2 separate regions of the Ovis aries genome follow, and region 2 is linked to region 1. Evidence: chromatin contacts called from public Hi-C data. All regions are on one chromosome and are shown on one strand. The core of a region is the stretch at or near the end of the contact, and the rest is flanking DNA. Distances in the headings are between cores, read along the strand shown.

Evidence for each region. Hi-C and Micro-C count contacts between places; a contact is called where the count stands out from the background.
Region 2: a Hi-C map of retroperitoneal adipose tissue shows a contact between it and region 1, with 3 times the contacts expected there. The contact joins two enhancer-like sites. A contact is called at or near these places in 10 of 16 Hi-C or Micro-C datasets (blood, hypothalamus, liver and 5 more).

Annotation. Positions count from the first base shown.
Region 1 is chrX:37,094,486-37,098,770 of ARS-UI_Ramb_v3.0, reverse strand. No RefSeq gene overlaps it. Among named protein-coding and RNA genes, the nearest start is that of CYBB, 19 kb to the left of the region's middle. Within about 2 kb of position 2,355, at least 8 of the 54 cell types and tissues checked have an H3K27ac peak or open chromatin away from gene starts, as enhancers often do.
Region 2 is chrX:37,175,104-37,179,388 of ARS-UI_Ramb_v3.0, reverse strand. All of the region lies in intron 3 of LOC121818383 (a long non-coding RNA gene), which reads right to left. Among named protein-coding and RNA genes, the nearest start is that of DYNLT3, 21 kb to the left of the region's middle. Within about 2 kb of position 2,163, at least 1 of the 54 cell types and tissues checked has an H3K27ac peak or open chromatin away from gene starts, as enhancers often do.

The sequences.
Region 1 (4,285 bases), core at 1,106-3,605:
TTTATATAAGCTGAATCATAAATTATGTCTTCCTTTTCATCTTGCTTATGTTCAACATGATGTTAATATGTTTCATCCATGTTACTGTTTATAGCTATAGTTCATTCACTTTCTTTGCCATATACATAATATTCCCATTGCATCATTATGCCACTTTATCTCTTCCATCTTTGAGACCCATTTGGGTTGTGTCCCATTTTTGACTACTGGAAATGTTTTTCTCCTCTGAAAAAAAATGAAAGCTTTTCCCTTCTGTCAAGATGAGACTCAGGTTAGCATCAGTTTACAAGCATTTTGGACCACAGCTACGACAAGAATCTATTTTATACTGTGACTCACTACCCTCATAAACATATAGAACTGAAGCAAAAATGCCCCCAAAGAATAACTGATTTGATATGTTCTAGGCATTCTGATATTTTCCCTTGTATTCAACTCTAGCCTATTTTATTTTGTAAACAAAATTCTGGTTGTGACACATGAAACTGATTTTGGGATCCATTAGTGGTTTATAGCTACAGGTGGAAGAATTCTGGAAACTGCCTTACATGAGACATGGGTGGAAACATGAGGGTAGCAGGGCCCTTCCAGGGCAGCCCTCCATGGTTTCCATGATGACTCATTTTTCAGGCCAACACAATCCACCGTGTAGTGAACCCACACTGTCACGGCCACCTACTCCTTCTCTGCAGCAGCATGGGGCTGGGAATGCAGCACACAATGCGGCAACAGGAAGGTGGACCCCACCACCAGCGCTCCAGAGAGACTCCAGGCCTGGCTCCGTAGGAAGCTCGTGACCTAGGAATGGTTTATCCGTGTATCCTGCCCCGGCTAGGGAGGTGCTGAGCCCTTCCCTCATGTTGGAGAAGTTCTCCATGCGGGAGCTGCCCCTCTGCAGGGTGTGGAAGAATTCCTGATGACCCGGAGAAGCTGCACCTCAGCTCTGAGTCAGAGGACAGGGGTCCCCGTAGGTCAACCTTTGTGTTCCCATCCTTCCTAAGTTCATCCTCTCTTCTTCCCAAATTCAGGACCTTTCTTCAGCCCTGCAGACAGTGTCTGCTCCCTCTCCATGTGCCCAACTATCGTTGCCACAAGGCCGCCCTGCCCATCTGGGTATCACAGGGCACCTTCCTAGCTCACTGGTACCAGGGCCCCAGAGGGAAAGACCACAGACCACAGCCTTTCTAAAGTGGCAGGTCGAGTTGCCAGATCTGATTTTTCTGCAGAGTTGTGAGCTGTGGGTAGGGAGGGGGAGGGACAGCTGGGAATTGTGGGTGTGGGGTGGGTGTGAGGGTGGCGGCCTTGTTCCACTTTTAGCTGCTGAAGCAAGAACATGTGATGTCCTATGGGACCTCCAGGGAGTGGGTGGGTAAGAGGGAAGGTTTTCAAGTCAGTGACCTGGACTCAACCCCAGCTCTTCCATTTCTGGGCTGCGTGACTTTGATTTTTGAACCTCAGCCATAGTGTCCACAAGTGTCACCACCACAGTTCAGCTCTGTTCTGAAGGCGAAGTGAGTTAACGCCTGTGAATCACTGAGCACACAGGACGGGCTCACTGGAGGCGGCAGCTGTTACTAGATGCCTGGCTATTGCCATCATACTAGGGAGGAGGAAATGGTGCAGGGGCCTAGGCGGTGGTTCTGGGAAGCAGCTGAATGCAGGTGTGGGGCTTGGGAACTGCACATACACTGCACCTGAACCCACAAGCTTGCTCTATCTGGCAAACACGGGTTTGGCTTGTTGGCCTGTTGGTTACCGGAAGCTTCAAGGAAAGTCATCCTGGGAAGGACTCTGAAGCCACGGAGAGTGTCCGGGTGGCCACTGAATGTGAGGATTGGTCCCCATGGCCCAGCTGTGGGCTTGGAGTGCAGAGGAGGGGGGAGATTGGCATGGAGAGACCAGCGGGGCATTTGCCTTTTCTGCCCTGTTAGTGATTTACTGCAGGTATTTAGTGATTTAACCTTTAATTTCCAGAATGTTCAAGGTGGCTCTTTTAAAAAAACATTATATCCATCCCAGTATTGTTGCCTGGATAATCCCATGGACAGAGGAGCCTGGCGGGCTACAGGCCACGGGGTCACAAAGAGTTGGACATGACTGAGCGACTAACACTTTCACTTTTTTCATTTCTGGTCAACACCTTGCTGGGTGGTATGGAAATTTCAATCAGATTTCTATGAGGCCACAGTTACACAGTGCATATTTGAGGAGGTGGTTAGATATGTAATGGAGGTGGGTCATTTGAGGAGGTGGTGAAATGTGTAATGGAGGTGAGTCAAGAAGTAGATAGGAACAGAAGCAGAAGGAAAAAACAGCTAGTCACAGGACAAGAAAAGTAACTTGTGCTATTTCTGAAACAGCAGTGGAAGTTCAGGCCAAGCCCTAGTGTAAGGCAACTGCTAACATACTGCACCCGACTGAACAACACCGCCACCTGGTGGCCAGGATCATGTGACCATTGAAGTGCCTATGAAGTTGCTTCATTTGTAGCCAACTCTTTGTGACCCCATGGACTGTAGCCTGTCAGGCGCCTCTGTCCATGGAATTCTCCAGGCAAGAATTCTGGAGTGTGTTGCCATGCCTTCCTCCAGGGGACCTTCCCAATCCAGGGATCGAATCTGGGTGTCTTATGTCTCCTGCACTGGCAGGAGGGATTTGTTTTGTTTTGTTTTGTTTTTATCGCTAGCGCCATCTGGAAAGCCTGACCATCAAGGGGTTTCTTGGGAAATGACATAACAAACAGTGTTTGAAAAATGTGAGGAAATGGGTGAATGGATAGAAAATTTAAAATATTTTAAATATTATGTTTTGTCATGTGCATGTAAATGTGTGCTTGGGGTATTCAAGCTAGAGGGTAGGAGAAGTGGGATTATAAGGTAAACGTGCATCCATTTTTTATAGCTGGAATTTATTGAATGCTTACAACATGCCAGGCACTAGTCTAATTCTTCAGTGTATATTATCCCATTTATACTCCTCACACCAATCTTGTGAGATAACACAATTATATCCCCATTTTACATTTGTGGAAACTGAGGCACAGAGGGTGAATGCACCTAGCCCAAAGCTAGGAACTGGCAGTACTAAAGTTTCAACCTACGCAGTTTAGCACAGAGCCCAGTGTATATTTGACAAATAAAGGAAGCCAGAGACTGAATTTAAGTTTCAAAGATTTGAAAAGTAAGCAAACAGAGATCATTTATTTTTTCCCCAAGGGAATCAATCCACAAATATTGACTGAGCCCCTTCTCTGTGCACCCTACTGTGCTAACACTGTGGGGGCTGTGAGTCTGATACAGTCTCTGCCATCTGTACAGTCTCTGCCCTCCAGGAGTTCACAGTCAGTTTGGGGAAATAAAATATACACAGAGGACACAATCAGAAAACAATATATAGGACTTCCCTGGTGGTACAGTGGATAAGATTCTGCCTGCCAATGCAGGGGATATGGGTTTGATTCCTGGTCTGAGAAGATCCCACACACTGTGGATCAACTAAGCCTGTGGGCCACAACTACTGAAGCCTATGTGCCTAGAGCTTGTGCTCTGTAACAAGAGAAGCCACTGCAAAGAGAAGCCTGTGCATTGCAACGAAGAGTAGCCCCTGCTCACTGCAACTAGAGAAAGCCCACACAGCAACAAAGATTGAGTACAACTAAAAATATACATCAACAAAAAACAAAGCGAATCCTGAGTTCTCATCTCAAGACAAAAATGTGTATGTGTGTGGTTTAAAGGAAACAATATATAATCTCACTAGGCCATGCTGTACATAGTGCAGGTATAGGTAATGGACAGAAGGAATTAAAAGGCAGTAGTGAGTAAGGCTAAGGAGTGAGGGTGGAAGCATTTCACAATAAATCAAACTAGGTTAATGGAAGTGTTTAGAATTCAAAAGAGCCTGAAGCAAGGACTTGGACTCCACAGAGACGGATTCAATTCTGTTGGGAGTAGGAGGCTTAATGATTGATAGCTAACCCAACTGAATGGTCTTCTGGCACACACATTTACTTTTAAAATATTGTACTTCAGCTCTTTCTGCAAAGTCTTTTGGTAGTGAGACATCCTGGGCCTCTCATGTCAAAAGAATATTTTCTTAGAGCTCTTTGTCTTTATACCTCTCAAGAAGAGAAGTGGGGAGCATGCAGAGGGGAAGGGTCCTCATGGAGGGAGAGAAGAGGTTAAGAAGATGAACTCTGTGTGTCATACAGAGTGAAGCAAGTCAGAAAGAGAACAACAAAAATCGTATATGAGCGCATATATGTGAAATCTAAAAAAACTGTACA
Region 2 (4,285 bases), core at 914-3,413, 81 kb before region 1:
TGTAAGAAATATAGTGGAGCCTGAATTATCTGGAACTCATGACTGGTAGGTCTAGGGAGCCAAGACGAGAGAAAATCTAAGGATGCCATGGGATTTGGTTTCTCACTGGTTGAGCTGAATAAGGTTTGTTAAAGTATCTAAAATCATATAGAGTGGATTTCCCTATTATTTCAGTGGTTAAGAATCTGCCTGCCAATGCAAGGGACACAGGTTTGATCCTTGATCCAGGAAGATCCCAGATGCTGCAGGGCAACTAAGCCCATGCACCATAACTACTGAGGCTGTGCCCTGGAGTCTGTGAGCCACGACTACTGAAGCGCACATGGCCTAGAGACTGTGCTTCACAGGAGAGGCCACTGCAGTGAGAGCCCGTGCACCCCAATGAAGAGGAGCCCCCGCTTGCTGCAACTAGAAAAAAGACTGTGCAGCCACGAAGACTGAGCACAGCCAAAAATAAAATAAAATGAGTTACGATTAACATTAAAAAAAAAAAAAAGTCGCACAGAGCACCACTCACTGGGATCAGCTTCATTAAGGCCTGTAGCTTTGCCTCTCTAGAGTCAACAATGGCACTTGACTGGGAGTAACAAGCCTCCATTTTAGTTTTGGCTCTAACTCCAGTTGCCTACATGATCTTGAAGTAATCATTTCATCTTTCTAAACAGTACTTTATTCATCTATAAAGTGAAGAGGGAAGGTTAGGGCCTTTAGTATCACAGAATAAAAAATCCAAAGCAACAGTCTGTTCATCTAATATATATTCGATGCTAAATCAACTGTTTGCATCTGTCCAGAAGCTTCTCTGGTAATTTTTCCCTTCATAGTATGTTATAGGACTTTACAGAATTAAGATGGGATAAACAGAAAATCCAGCCAAGACTGGCACCAAGCAAGGGAGCAGGTTCAAGCAGGAAGTTTGGCTTAAAGCTGGCCATGACCCAGAAGCCAGAAAGACAGGAGAGTGATCAGCGGCTGAGGCCAGTAGCCTTGGCAACACTGGATCATATTCTTCTCCACGTCAGCCTACAGGACATATCTTCTGAGAAAATCCAATTCTACGTATGATATTTACAAACTGCTTGATGCTTTCCTTTTAATGGTTCAGGGCAGTGTCAGAGGAGGGGCCTTAGAACTCTGTTCTCTTGTTACCATTTTTTCCAGTATCTCCCAAAGGTCGTCCATAGACCACCTACAGTGGAAAGACTGGAAGTGACAGCTAAAAGGAAAATACCCAGGCTCCCTGCTTGATGTGCTGAATCAGAGGTAGAGAGTGACATGGGGAAGAATTGAAATTCTCCATTTACAACATTCTCTTCTGGCGATCCATATGCATGTTAGAGAGAACCGCTAACTTTGGGAGCCCACTACATTCACAACACAGTTTAAAGATACGTTCTCTAGTTACACAAAATCAAGAATAAGAAATGTGTTGCTTAGGGACTTCCCTGACAGTCCAGTGGTTAAGACTCTGCTTCTACCGCAGGGGGTGTGGGTTCCATTCCTGGTCAGGGAACTAGGATCCCAAATGCCACATGGTGTGGCCAAAAAATTTTAAAAATTGTAAAAAGGAGCATGTTGCTAGGCAGAAGTAAGATGCAAGCAGCGACGATTTCAAGGGGAATGCAGATGCCTCCAGCAAGTGAGAGTCTGAAGCAGGAAGCTTAGGGCTGGCCAGACTCCCACTCCAGTCAAAGGAATGAAGTGACAAGGGCTCACTGTGAAGTCATTGAAGCCTAGAGCTGGAGGGAACTTTGAGGTTGCCTTTGTCAACCTCCCAGCCACAAGAGAAATCCTCTCTACAAACATGTTTGGCAGATGGTTATGAGAGGAGGTTGTCCAGGGCCTGGATTAAGGGGTGTGTTTTATGTCCAAACCTAGCTGTTTGAGGTAATGTATTTTGTGAAAACTAGTCCCCTGGGATGCTGGAGTCACCTGAGTAAGGAAGCATGATCAGATTTCAGAAAGGATAAACACTTAGAGATCTTTCTCCCAGGCAAACACACCCATGTGCACATACTTCTGGTGGGCACAGGCTTTGAAAGCGGCAACCTTTGCTTGACATCTTTGTTTTGCCTTTTCTTTTTCTTCAAGGCATCTGTCTCCCTGTGCAGTTTAGCTGTGCTGCCACCAGGGGACAGAAGGATGCCATTGAGTGTGTCCTGAAGTCTAAGCTCCAAAGTCTGTTCTCCCGGAGATGAAAAACCATGGCTCCCTGCTGCCTTTGATCACTTATCCAAGATGGATAGTCAGATGCCGGGAGCCAGTGTGAGGAATCCCGCCCGTGACAAGGTCATGAGGAAGGAAGCTGACATACGCAAGGCGTGCTCAGACTTCAGGGACCCCTCTGGAAATTCCTAAGCATGTACCCCAACAAAAATCTGCCGGCTTTTGTGCTCTGCTTTTCCACTCTTCTGATATTTGCTGGAAAAAGTCAATTCAGGGCTTTAGTCTTCTGCATTTAAAAGAGTGTTTCAATCCAAAAAACCCTCTGATGGCTTTCTAGCCTGCCTGCAGGACTCCTACAGCTGCGCGTGTGATTGTTTGAGGCCTCCTGACCGCAGGAGGCACAGGAAGCTTAAAACATCCTAGGAATGTAGGAGCTTCCGAGGAGTCAAAATCTTTAGAATAGGACTGATTAAAGGTTTCATTTGTTGAATCAATATTTGCTGCCAAATTTTCACATCCTTTAGTTGTAGATATAGTTAGAAAAACAAGTAGTAGACCTTGTGTTAGCAACATTAGATCTTTGAGTTAAGTACCTTCTTTGTTATATCCCACTGCACCTTTGTTCTATAGAGATGTAACTTTAATGTTAATGCTTTAAGGAGATGTAGATTAAAGAAAAAACACTTCAGGGGAAACAAGATTAACATTCATTAAGGAAGAGAGCCAAAAAGTGTTAACAAGCCTCTTGGCCAGAAGATAATGTAAATCACCTGAGACCTTTTGTATACCAAATGATGTATAGAAAGAGCCTGAGCTGCGAACACTACATAATCTTGTGTTACCCATTGATCTCTGTGTTTTATCAAAAGTATAAAAGGCCTTCTGAACAATAAAGGATGGGGCCAGCTTCCTGGGGCCAGGGACCGGGGGCCCGGGGCCAGCTTCTGGGGCCCGGGGCCAGCTTCTTGGACCAGCTTCTCTAACTAGTCTCCCGGCCTGGTTTCTTGGCACTCTGGCTCCCCCCGTGTCTCTCTCTCTCTTTCTTCTCCTCTCTCTTTCCCTCTCTCTGCTCTTTACTTTAATTTCGGGTTGAATTTCCACCTGGAGCGCGGAGGCTCACCAGGTCTACTTACTTGCCCCGGCTGTTAAGACCCGCGAGAAAGGGAGCTTAAGGCGAGGCACCCTTAGATATTCAAGCGGGCACCGGTGGCCCAACGTAGATGGTGCAAATTCCTTGTCTGGAATTTTATTGGCCTTCCGCGTAAACCAAGCTATTCAGCCCTCTTCCTCCACTTAATCTTACTACACTATAGTTTCTTAATCTAATCTTTCATTAATAAATAAACAAGTCTTTCCATGCCGACGCCGTCCACCCTTCAAATTCCCTGGATCCACTGGGGCTGGACCCCGGCAGTCAGAGATTTCCAGCTTTTCCCAAAACATTTGTAATTTGTTCAGATGGTTAGAATAAGTCAACCTCTAAACCTAACACACTGGAATTCGCATTTCCCAGGCCTCTGAGTATAAGCAGTAGAGACAGGGCAGTGACTGATCTGCTTCGTTCACTACCTCTCAGTTGGGTCTCATTTGTACCCCTCAGTGGCCCTTCCAGGCCACCTTTTGCCAAACTCCCAAGACCTACTTTCCTGCTCTAGTCTCTTCCCTACACAGAACAGTGTAAGGTCAGTAATTTATCCAGTTAGCAGTTACTTAAGTTTTCATCATGTGCCAGACACCCTGTTCTGGGCTTTTGGGAAAGAAATGAACAAAAGTCTCCCCTCCTGGAGCTTACATTCTAGTGGAGAGGCAGACAATAAGCAGGTGTGTTCAGAGGGTAGAAAGTACTGTAGAGAAGTCACAAGAAGCAGTAACACTGGGAGGGGGTGGCTCAGGGAGGGAAGGGACAGTGTCAAGGCTGCTGTTTTAGACACAACAGTCAGAGCAGACCTCTCTCGTAAAGGTGACATTCCATCTGAGGTCAGAAGGAGATGAGGGAGGAGTCACACAGAATTGTGACAGAAGGTATCTTCCAGGCAGAAGGAATCATAAGCATGACGATCCTGAGATGAAACCCGGCTTGGTATGTTTGAGGGACAAAGTGGCCAGTGTGAGGGACTTC